Regions from separate parts of the Ovis aries genome. Here region 1 is linked to region 2. The links are chromatin contacts, called in public Hi-C maps. All regions are on one chromosome and are shown on one strand. Each heading gives the region's core, a stretch centred on a gene start, on an enhancer-like site or on the middle of the called end of the contact. The rest is flanking DNA. Distances are from core to core; before and after follow the strand shown.

Region 1 (5,328 bases), core at 1,583-4,082, 46 kb before region 2:
CAATGCAGACCTGGATTCGATCCCTGGGTTGGGAAGATCCCCTGGAGAAAGGAAAGGCCACCCACTCCAGTATTCTGGCATAGAGAATTCCATAGACTGTATAGTCAGACACAACTGAGTGATTTTCACTTTCACTTTTTCACAGGGGATGAGATGGTTGGATGGCATCACTGACTGGATGGATATGAGTTTGAGCAAGCTCCGGGAGTTGGTGATGGACAGGGAAGCCTAGCGTGCTGCAGTTCATGGGGTCACAAAGAGTCAGATACAACTGAGTGATTGAACTGAACTGAATACACAGAACAGTTTTTACACAATCTCATTTAACAAGGTTGTTTGGTAAGAACTGTCTCTCTTTCACTGTGAAGGAAACAGGAGTTTAGAAGCGAAATGAAAGTCACTCAGTTGTGTCCAACTCTTTGCAATCCCATAGACTATACAGTCCATGGAATTCTCTAGGAGTTCAGAGAAGTTATGTAATTGGCTCATGCGCAAACAGCTGATAAATGAACAGGTCTTCTGACTAAATCTCAAGTTTCTTCCCCTTGTGTCTCTCTTGAACTTAAGGTACCAAAGATCCGTAAATACAAAATCCGCAGGCACAGATAAAGTACACAAAGATTATACAGCAGCTGCCACTCATCAATGATAGCAGGTAGGTCTTCCCCGCCATAAAGCTTCCTACCAGTTTTCATGTTTGTTCCCCCAACAGGTCAGAGAACTAGATTTTTTTCATCTCAAAGTAGTGGTATTTACAAATGCTGTCATAATATATTTAACACAACATTTGACTGCACTCTTCAAGTATTACAACCAACAACAAGAAAGAAGGCAAATTCTGAATCTTAACATGCAAATGTAATCTGGAAACTCAAGATGTCTTCAGCATGCCCATTAGAAAAGAGCACCATAAATTCACTTACATTCATTCTATGTTTATAACCTGCTCTACTAAAACTTTAAAGAAGGTATGCTACTTTAGAGCAATGTATTCTATTTGGCAAGAATGTGCTCTAACAAATGCTATACTCCTCAAAAAAAAAAAAAGACAAATAAGCCTTTTGTGTCAAACAGAAATACGATTTAAATATTATTTTTCTGTGAGAAGTGGAAATAAAAATGAAAACTTACAAGAGCTAGGAATGCAAATAGCGCTAATACAGCACGTTGTATTGGGCAGAACAAAACACTTCAAGCGAGATCACCTCAACTCTAGGTGGATTCGGACAAATCATTGTGCCTCTAGATGAGTGTTCTCAAAGTGTGGTCCCCAGACCATTCAACAGCACTGACCCCACTTGGTAACTTGTTAGAAATATAACTGGGCCTGGAGAGAAGAGACCCAGCAATTTGTGTTTTAACAATCCCTGTTCCCACCCTCCCCCCATCTTTGAGGCATGTTAAAGTTAGAGAGGCTCTTCAATTTTCTCAGACTTAAAAAAGAAAATGTGCCAGATGGCATGGGCTCTGTGTGCTTAGTAAAGCAGTATACAAATGTTACATATCACCCATGCCACAAGGGGATTTCCAAACTGACAACTGCTCTAAAGGACTAGGCACAACAAAACAAATACCATAAAAAAGTTTAATGCAAAAGCCCTTAAAACTGTTTTTCAAAGTTATACTGAACTTTACTCCTTGAATATTTAGATCATTCACAAGAATGGAGCAATGCAATGCAAATGCATGAGTCATTTTCTGTTTTCACACTTGGCCTTTTCTTACACAATTCTAATGTTTTGTGTCATTCCAGATCTTATCAGATTTATAAAGCAAAAAACGAGTTTGAGGGTAGGGACGGCGATCAAACCCAAATAAGTTAGCAAGGAACATACCTTTATGGTGGTGAAACTACAGCCAAGAACGGCTGTTTGGATAAATTCTTCCAACCTAACATACAGTGGTGACTTGTCTAGCCAAGGCAGTAATGTTTATCACGACAGTATTAAGCCGCGCACTAACAGCCATGACAGCACTTATAAGCAATACAAATGGTGGTGAAAACAGAAAAATTATAATATGCTCGACAATTTTATTCTTCATTTAATCTTCACAATCCTAAACTGACAACTATTGTCTTCACTATACAGACTAGAAATTTGAAAAAGAAGAAAAACAAGCTGCTCCAGACCACACAACTAAAAAGTAGCAAAGGCGGTCAATTTGAAAGGACCTTCAGCCTAAGTTAACACCTTAGGAATTGCGGGGAATTAACTTTTCAAGCTGCCTAGTAAAGCGTAACAACTGAAGTACTGTCAACTCATTCTCTGGACAGCACGGCTGCAGCAACTGCGAGCGAGTGCAGAGGAGACAGCTGTGGGCTTCGAAGCGGCAGCTAGGGGACAGCACAGAAGGCAGGCAGAGACCCCCAAAACCCAAAAGGGCTGGGATACGTTCAACAGGGAGGGGGAAGAAATGGACAAACCCCAGTCGAGGGAGGAATGAGACGGGAGGACGCAAAAACCCAAAGAGGTGCGGAAAGCCCTCCACCCAGGCGAGGAGGCTGGATGCGAGGGTGGCGGCCCCTGTGATGAGCGGGCCGGGGCCGGAGGCCTGAGCCGCGCACGGACCAGGGCAGCCGCGGGCGGGACGCCCTAATGCAGCCCCAGCCGGCCTGCCAGGCCACAGTGAAGGTCGCGCAGCGAGGACAGCAAAGGTGCGGTCCTCCAGCCCAACCATGTTTCCGCGGGCAGTGGGCAGGGATGCCCAGAGTCCCCTCACCTGGAGCACAGCGGAACCGACAACAGCGGATGCAAGAACCGACCGCAGAGAAACCCACGGCGACCGGAAGTGAGAGGCGGGGACCGGAACCGGCTAACGAACCGGAAGTTAGGGTTTGAAACGGAAGCGCGCCAGAGACGGGACAATCTCTTCCTTTGTTTCTCTTCGGGTAGTGATACTACATAGTCGCCGCCAAGAACTGCCTCACCGCGACGAGGGAAGCAGGCCTTTCGGAGAATGTGACCGCTGTACACACGCCTGCGACGCCTGGCTAGCTGCGGGCCCTCGCCAGTTCTGCGCATGCGTCCCTCTGGCGGGCTCTTGAGTTAGGCGGGAGTCGCGGGAGTCGCGGGAGTCTGACGTCTGTGGTATTATTTCGACAAAGTCGAAGCTGGTTCGGAGGCAGTGCGCTGGCTTACTCAGGTGAACGGAGATCCTCGTGGGAGACGGGCCTGGGACTCGTGTGGCTTTGTCATGTTCCGAATGAGGCCTGAAAGGTGATGTTTGAGGACTGAGGACTTGAGAACTCGACCTGTCACCAGGGGCCACCAACACTAGTAATTTCAGGAGTTTAGAATTCTACCCGTTTCATCCAATCCCGGAAGAAACAGTATCGTCAGGAAAGGGGCAAGCCCAAGTCTCAGAGAACCATGCAAGCAGATCTCATTATAAGAGCTGCCATCGAGATTACTATGGTCTTGTATCGAATTATGTCTACCTGCCCATTGCCACCTCCATTACGTTTTCCCTCATAATGCTAAGAAAGCCAATTACAAACCCTAACAAAAGAATTACAGACTTTAATGAAAATTTGGAGCAACCGCTGTCTGGTACAGCGAACTCCCAACGTGCATCCTTTTAAGTAGGAAAATAATAATAATTGCTCACTAGATTGTTGTCTGTGGCGGCAAATGTATTGGGCTTTGAAAAGGAAGGAAAAGGTGAAAATAATATTGGCCCCTAAGTATGCACTAGTCGGGGCTTCCCTTGTGGCTCAGCTGATAAAAGAATCTGCCCGCAATGTGGCAGACCTGGGTTGGGAAGATTGCCCTGGAGAAGGGAAAGGTTACTCACGCCAGTATTCTGGCCTGGAGAATCCCATGGACTATACAGTCACAAAGAGTCGGACAGGACTGAGCGACTTTCACTCACATGCACTAGTCGAATTACTTGTATTTTTCTTTCTTCTTCATAGCGTGTAACTGATCCGTGTTTCCCTTTTGGCTGTTGGAAAGGGAACAAAGAGCCAGGTTTCGTGTCTTAACAGTTTTTAGTGAAAATACACAAACTCTGTTTTCCTCCCCTTTTTTGGTAATTCTTATAGCACTAGGAATGATATCTGTTCATTTTTTTTTAATGAAGCATATTTGCAGTAAGCAGTATTCCCTCTAATTTTCAAAAAATAGGAAAGGGAAAACTCAAAAGAACTTGTACAAAAGTCACTTATTAGCAGTCTAGCTAAAGAGATGGTCAAAAGACAAAAGGACTAGGCAATGAATTACAGTTTCTTTCACCCCAATATATTTTGCTTTATTCACGTTCTAAACAGCTCCTTAGGCTATAGTTTTTGCAGTAGTCATGTGTGGTTGTGAGAGTTGGACTGTGAAGAAAGCTGAGAGCCAAAGAATTGATGCTTTTGAACTGTGGTATTGGAGAAGACTCTTGAGAGTCCCTTGGACTACAAGGAGATCAGTCCTGGGTGTTCTTTGGAAGGAATGATACTAAAGCTGAAACTCCAGTACTTTGGCCACCTCATGTGAAGAGTTGACTCATTGGAAAAGACTCTGATGCTGGGAGGGATTGAGGGCAGGAGGAAAAGGGGATGACAGAGGATGGGATGGCTGCATGGCATCACCAACTCGATAGACGTGAGTTTGAGTGAATTCAGGGAGTTGGTGATGGACAGGGAGGCCTGGCATGCTGTGATTCATGGGGTTGCAAAGAGTTGGACAAGACTAAGTGACTGAAATGAACTGAACTGAAACAGCTTCTTGGCAACTTTATATTTTTGCCATTGCAGTTAGAGAAGATTGTTTCTGTTAACATCAGTTAAAAACATTTTTAACTTTTACTATTTCTAAGCAACAAAATTCGCATGGAGGTTCTTTTTAATCACAGAATAGCCATTGTACAAAGGGTCTGATAAGTCTCTTATTACTAAATGTAAATAATTTAATAATTACAAATTATCTAACCAAGTGTTGAACAATAGTATTTTTCAGAGAATAATGGTTGTGGAGTATTTTACAAGTGGTTCATGTAACATGATTTTTAATTATGCCCATACCTCAGTCCCTCCAAGTCTGTTTATATTTAGCTAAACATTCATTAAATCAAAAATAATGTTGAGAAAACACTTGAGGTCGATTGAAAGATATCATTTGAGTAAAAGAACTGGACTCGTTAACTAGGGAAGAATATAATAAAATGGACCTTAAAAAGGACTCAAGCAACTCACAATTGCCAATAAGAAGAGAAAAATTAAATGTCAGCTTGCTCTTGCTCAGTAGAGTCGCTCTTCTAATATGTGGAGGATGATATACTTGTGCCTCATTCATTCTTTCCTGCAGCCACTGAAGGTGCCTGGGAATTACCCCATAGGGTTTG
Region 2 (4,810 bases), core at 1,455-3,954:
TCAAGATTGCCAGGAGAAATATCAATACCCTCAGATATGCAGATGACACCACCCTTATGGCAGAAAGTGAAGAGGAACTGAAGAGCTCTTGATGAAAGTGAAAGAGGAGAGTGAAAAAGCTGGCTTAAAACTCAACATTCAGAAAACTCAACATTCAGAAAGATCATGGCATCCGGTTCCATTACTTCATGGCAAATAGATGGGGAAACAATGGAAACAGTGACAGACTTTATTTTCTTGGGCTCCAAAATGACTGCAGATGGTGACTTTGGCCTTGAAATTAAAACATGCTTGCTCCTTGGAAGAAAAGCTATGACCAACCTAGACAGCAAAAGCAGAGATATAACTTTGCTGAGAAAGGTCCATCTAGTCAAAGCTATGGTTTTTCCAGGAGTCATGTATGGATGTGAGAGTTGGACTATAAAGAAAACTGAGTGTGGAAGAACTGATGCTTTTGAACTGTGGTATTGGAGAAGATTCTTGAGAGTCCCTTGGACTGCAAGGAGATCAAATCAATCCATTCTAAAGGAGATCAGTCCTGAATATTCATTGGGAGGACTGATGTTGAAGCTGAAACTCGAATACTTTGGCCACCTGATGTGAAGAACTGACTTCTTGGGAAAAGACCCTGATGTTGGGAAAGATTGAAGACAAGGGGAGAAGGGGATGACAGAGGATGAGATGGTTGGATGATATCACTGACTCGATGGACATGAATTTGAGCAAGCTCTGAAAGTTGGTGATGGACAGGGAGGCCTGGCATGCTGCAGTCCATGGGGTCGCAGAGTCAGACATGACTGAGCGACTGAACTGAACTGAGTGTGGATATGTTCTAGTTTATCCCTCTCCTCCCCTTCCCCTTTGGTAACCGTAAGTTTTCTATGTCTGTGGGTCTATTTCCATAAAAAGCTAGCTGACTTTTTATTACTGGTCAACTATGGTAAAAACCTGGTGGACCTCCATGTGTTGTTTGAGAATTTTTAATTCTAGTATGAATGACCTGGGTGGGTACATCTCTGTTCTAGGTGATCACATGTGACCGTATGAATAGGATTTTACCTCCAGCTTCTTACTATTGGGTCCTTCTTTCCTTGTGTTTAGTTCTATGGTATAGGACCCTGGACAAGTAGAAACAGCCCTGTTTCTCATGTGGCATGCATCAGATCCCTGGGAAATACACAATGACGAACTCTAGCAATGCTCATGCATCCCAAAGCAGCCACTTCTCCTCTGTAGCCATGGGTAGCTTTCACTTTCACAGGGGGGCACCAGGCACGAGCCATATGCAGGGAATACATTTTAACCTCTGTGAATGGTCCCTTGAGAGATCACGTCATCCCTAGACTAGAGCAGGAAGTATTATCTCCCCCTCTCCCGCCAGAAGACTGCTTTCCTCAGAAGTACTGACAGCAACAGCTCCCTCCAAAGAAACCTTTCCAAAATTCTATCCCCGCTCACCCTTTTACACCATTTGATAACCTTATCTAGCTAAAGGAGCCCAGAAATCTTGGAACTAGTTTGCTCACATTCCTTTTATAAATTATGGCCACTGGGGAGCTTACCTCATACGTATACAGGTCTTTGAATCAGATTTTTTGGCACTTCATTTGACACTAAGATTCCATCTTATCATCTGAAATGTGTGTGTCACGTGTGTGCTCTCCTCCCCTCTATTTGCTTGCTCCTGACTCACTTAGCTGACCCTTGTCTATTTTCAACACTTAGAATGTCTCTCCCTTCCTCCCACCACATAACCCCACAAAATGGGTTGATCTCTTCTGTTTGTATTTCCATGGTAACCTTTGCCCACCTTTATCATAACCAGTCCAGTTCATTCTGTATTAAAACCATTTCTATGTTTGTCCGTAACCTCATGAGACTGGGAGTTCTGGAAGACAAGCGATTCATGAAATTTAGTGTTATATCCTCAAAGGCTAACAAAATACAATTTAAATTCCCGTTCCCGTCAGCAATAACATAAAACTCCTCAAATATCTTAGGAATTTATGTAATAAAAAAGATATGCAAGACTTCTGTGTCAAAAACTAAAAATCTCAGTGGAGTCTTGGAAAACTCAACAAGCCAAAATTCCAAATCTGATTCCATACTCGATAAGAAAATGTGAAAAACCAGGATCCTCTCGAAGAAAACAAAACAAAAGAGAGAAAACCAGGAGGGGAGACTAACTCTACCATATATTAAGACTTCTTATTTAGTCAGAGTACCTGAAATTGTTGTTATTGATACAAGTAAAGACAAACACATCAGTGCTTTGGAATAGAAAGTTCAGGAACAGATCCCCTCAGGCACATTGATTTATGTCAGTGAAGGCACCACAGAGCAGTAGGAAAAACAGGCTGAAAACAACCATTAAACAAAAATATGAAATTTAAATTATGAAATTATGTTCATCAAAAAACACTAGAGAATGAAAAGGGAAGCTGTAGAAACAAAAGATTTTTGCAGTATATATAATTTAAAAGGGGTTTGCATTCTGAATATATTGGATTGGCCAAAAAGGTCATTCAGGTTTTTGGGAAATAGGTGTTATGAAAAAAACTGGATGAGCTTTTTTGGCCAGCCCCAAACTAAGGATTACAAAACAAAAAGCAAAAGGTAAATAAGACAGGAGAAAATTGGGTAACAGACTAGAGCGATTCACAAAAGAGGAAGTACAAAAGGCCACCAAACATGAAAACGTACTTGACCTTGTCAGCAATTGGGGAAATGCCAAGTTAAAAACTCCACTAGAATGGCTAAAATTAAAAGGACTGACAATCTTAATTGCAGGCCAGAATATAGAGCAGTAAGAACTCTGATAGATTGCTAACGGGAGTGTAAATTGGTGTTAACATCTTGGAAGACATTTTGGAGTTATCCGAGAAAGTTGAATACAGGCAAACCCTTAGGCCAGCAGTTCTCTTCAAGAGAAATACGTGCACATATACCCCAAAAGACAAGTGCAGAAGTGGTGATATTAGCATTCATAGTAGCCTCAAATTGGAATTTGGTTTGAACCAAAATTGGAAACAAAACTGGAATTTGTTCATGAACCCAAAGGTTCATAAATAGAAGATTGAATAAATAATATTCATAAGACTGAAATCTAGAATGCAGTGAAAATGAACTGCAGTTTCACACGAGAATATAATTGAATCTTAAACACAATATTAAGCAGAAAAAGCTCATCTCAAAAGGATAGTTGCCATATGATTTCATTTGTATAAAATTATATAAAATTCAACAACAGGCAAAAGAAAATACAGTATTCAGGGATTCATACTTAGGTGGTCAAACAAACAAACAAAAAAAAACAAGTCACTATATTAAATCAGAAAAATGGTTACCACTGTGGTTAGTGAGACAGTTGTGAATAGGTAAGAGTATGTGGGAGACTTCTGAGAGTATTATCAAACTTTTATTTCTGGATAGTAGTTAAATCAGAGGTCCCTAACCTCTAGGATATAATGCCTAATGATCCGAGGTAGAGCTAATATAATAATAATAGAAATAAATGCAATGTGCTTGAATCATTGCAAAAGCATCTCCCCACCCTGCCTGCCCTGATCCATGGAAAAATTGTCTTCCCCAAAACTTGTCCCTGGTACCAAAAAGGGTGGGGACTGCTGAGTTAAATGGTTGTGTTTTATAATAACTTGTTCAGTTGAACAGTTGTGTTTCTTTGTGCTTATCATCGTAATTTTTTTGTAATTACTTCCTCATCTTCATAACAGCATATTTTACTGACTAGCAAATTGAAAGGATTGAAGGCCTTGGGACTCTTTTAACTGCAGATAACAGAAAATGCAACCCAAACTGGCTTAAGCAAAAAAGGTAATTTTATTGGCTAATATAATTAAAGATAGAGTATGGACATGCTGGTTTCAGATGAGGCTTAGGTTGGGGCTCATACATGGTGACCAGGTCCTGGTTTCTTTTTATATCCCAGGTTCTTTTACTTCCTTTGGCAAATTTTCAAATTGGCTCTTCCCTTTTGAATCTAGGATGGCCTCCTGTAGTCCATGAAATTACAGGAAATAATATATATGACAGTCAATAGCCATTTGTTGGGATGGCCAAAAAGTTTGTTTGAGTTTTTCTGTAAGATGGTATGGAATAGCTCAAACGAACTTTTTTTTTTTTTTTTTTGGCCAATCCAGTATTTAGTTAGATATCATCATGCTTGAAAAGCAACACAGTTTTATTTTACTAACCATCTCAGATTTACTTAGAATCAAGACAAAGAAAGTGACTGGGCAGGACAGAGGGACACCAGTGGAGCTTAAATCTGAAGACAACAACAAAACATTTTTTTTTTCCTTTGCTGATGTGAGAGATTCAGAATAGTCACAGGCACTCAGACTAATTAAAAACAAAGCTGGCTTGTAAGACATAACAATAACATCATGGGTGAAACTTGATTGGATCTTGGTTAGAAAAAAAGTTGTCTGTAAAAGATATTTTAAGGAGAATTGGGGAAAATTGAGTATTGGCTGGATGGTAAAAAGATTTAGGGAATTATACTTTGTTTTCTTCAGTGTAGTAATAGCATTTGGTAATACTGGAAAAAGCTCTTATTTTTAGAAGAGGCAGGCTAGAGCATTTAGGGGTGCAACATGTTGATGTCTGCAACTTACTCTCAAATAGCTCAACAAAAGACACACACAGATAAAGCAAACATTCAAAACTTTAACAAATGTTGAATGTTGAATGAATCAAGATGGTGAGTATATGAGTGATGATTCTAATATTCTTTTAATTCCTGTATATATTTGAAGCTCTTCAAAATAAAAAGTTGGTGAAATAAAAA

Evidence for each region. Hi-C and Micro-C count contacts between places; a contact is called where the count stands out from the background.
Region 1: a contact with region 2 is called in a Hi-C map of liver, with 6 times the contacts expected there. The contact joins the promoter of RNF145 here to the enhancer-like site in region 2. A contact is called at or near these places in 8 of 16 Hi-C or Micro-C datasets (blood, hypothalamus, liver and 2 more).

What each region holds. Positions count from the first base shown.
Region 1 is chr5:68,430,786-68,436,113 of ARS-UI_Ramb_v3.0, reverse strand. It overlaps RNF145 (ring finger protein 145), which reads left to right and starts at 2,832. Exons shown (of 16, transcript XM_060415962.1): 1 at 2,832-3,218. It overlaps UBLCP1 (ubiquitin like domain containing CTD phosphatase 1), which reads right to left and starts at 2,792. Exons shown (of 11, transcript XM_004009030.5): 1 at 2,722-2,792.
Region 2 is chr5:68,385,040-68,389,849 of ARS-UI_Ramb_v3.0, reverse strand. The region is part of intron 5 of RNF145 (ring finger protein 145); the gene reads left to right. Among named protein-coding and RNA genes, the nearest start is that of TRNAF-AAA, 21 kb to the left of the region's middle. Within about 2 kb of position 2,704, at least 3 of the 54 cell types and tissues checked have an H3K27ac peak or open chromatin away from gene starts, as enhancers often do. A contact at or near this core is called in liver, where this site is marked.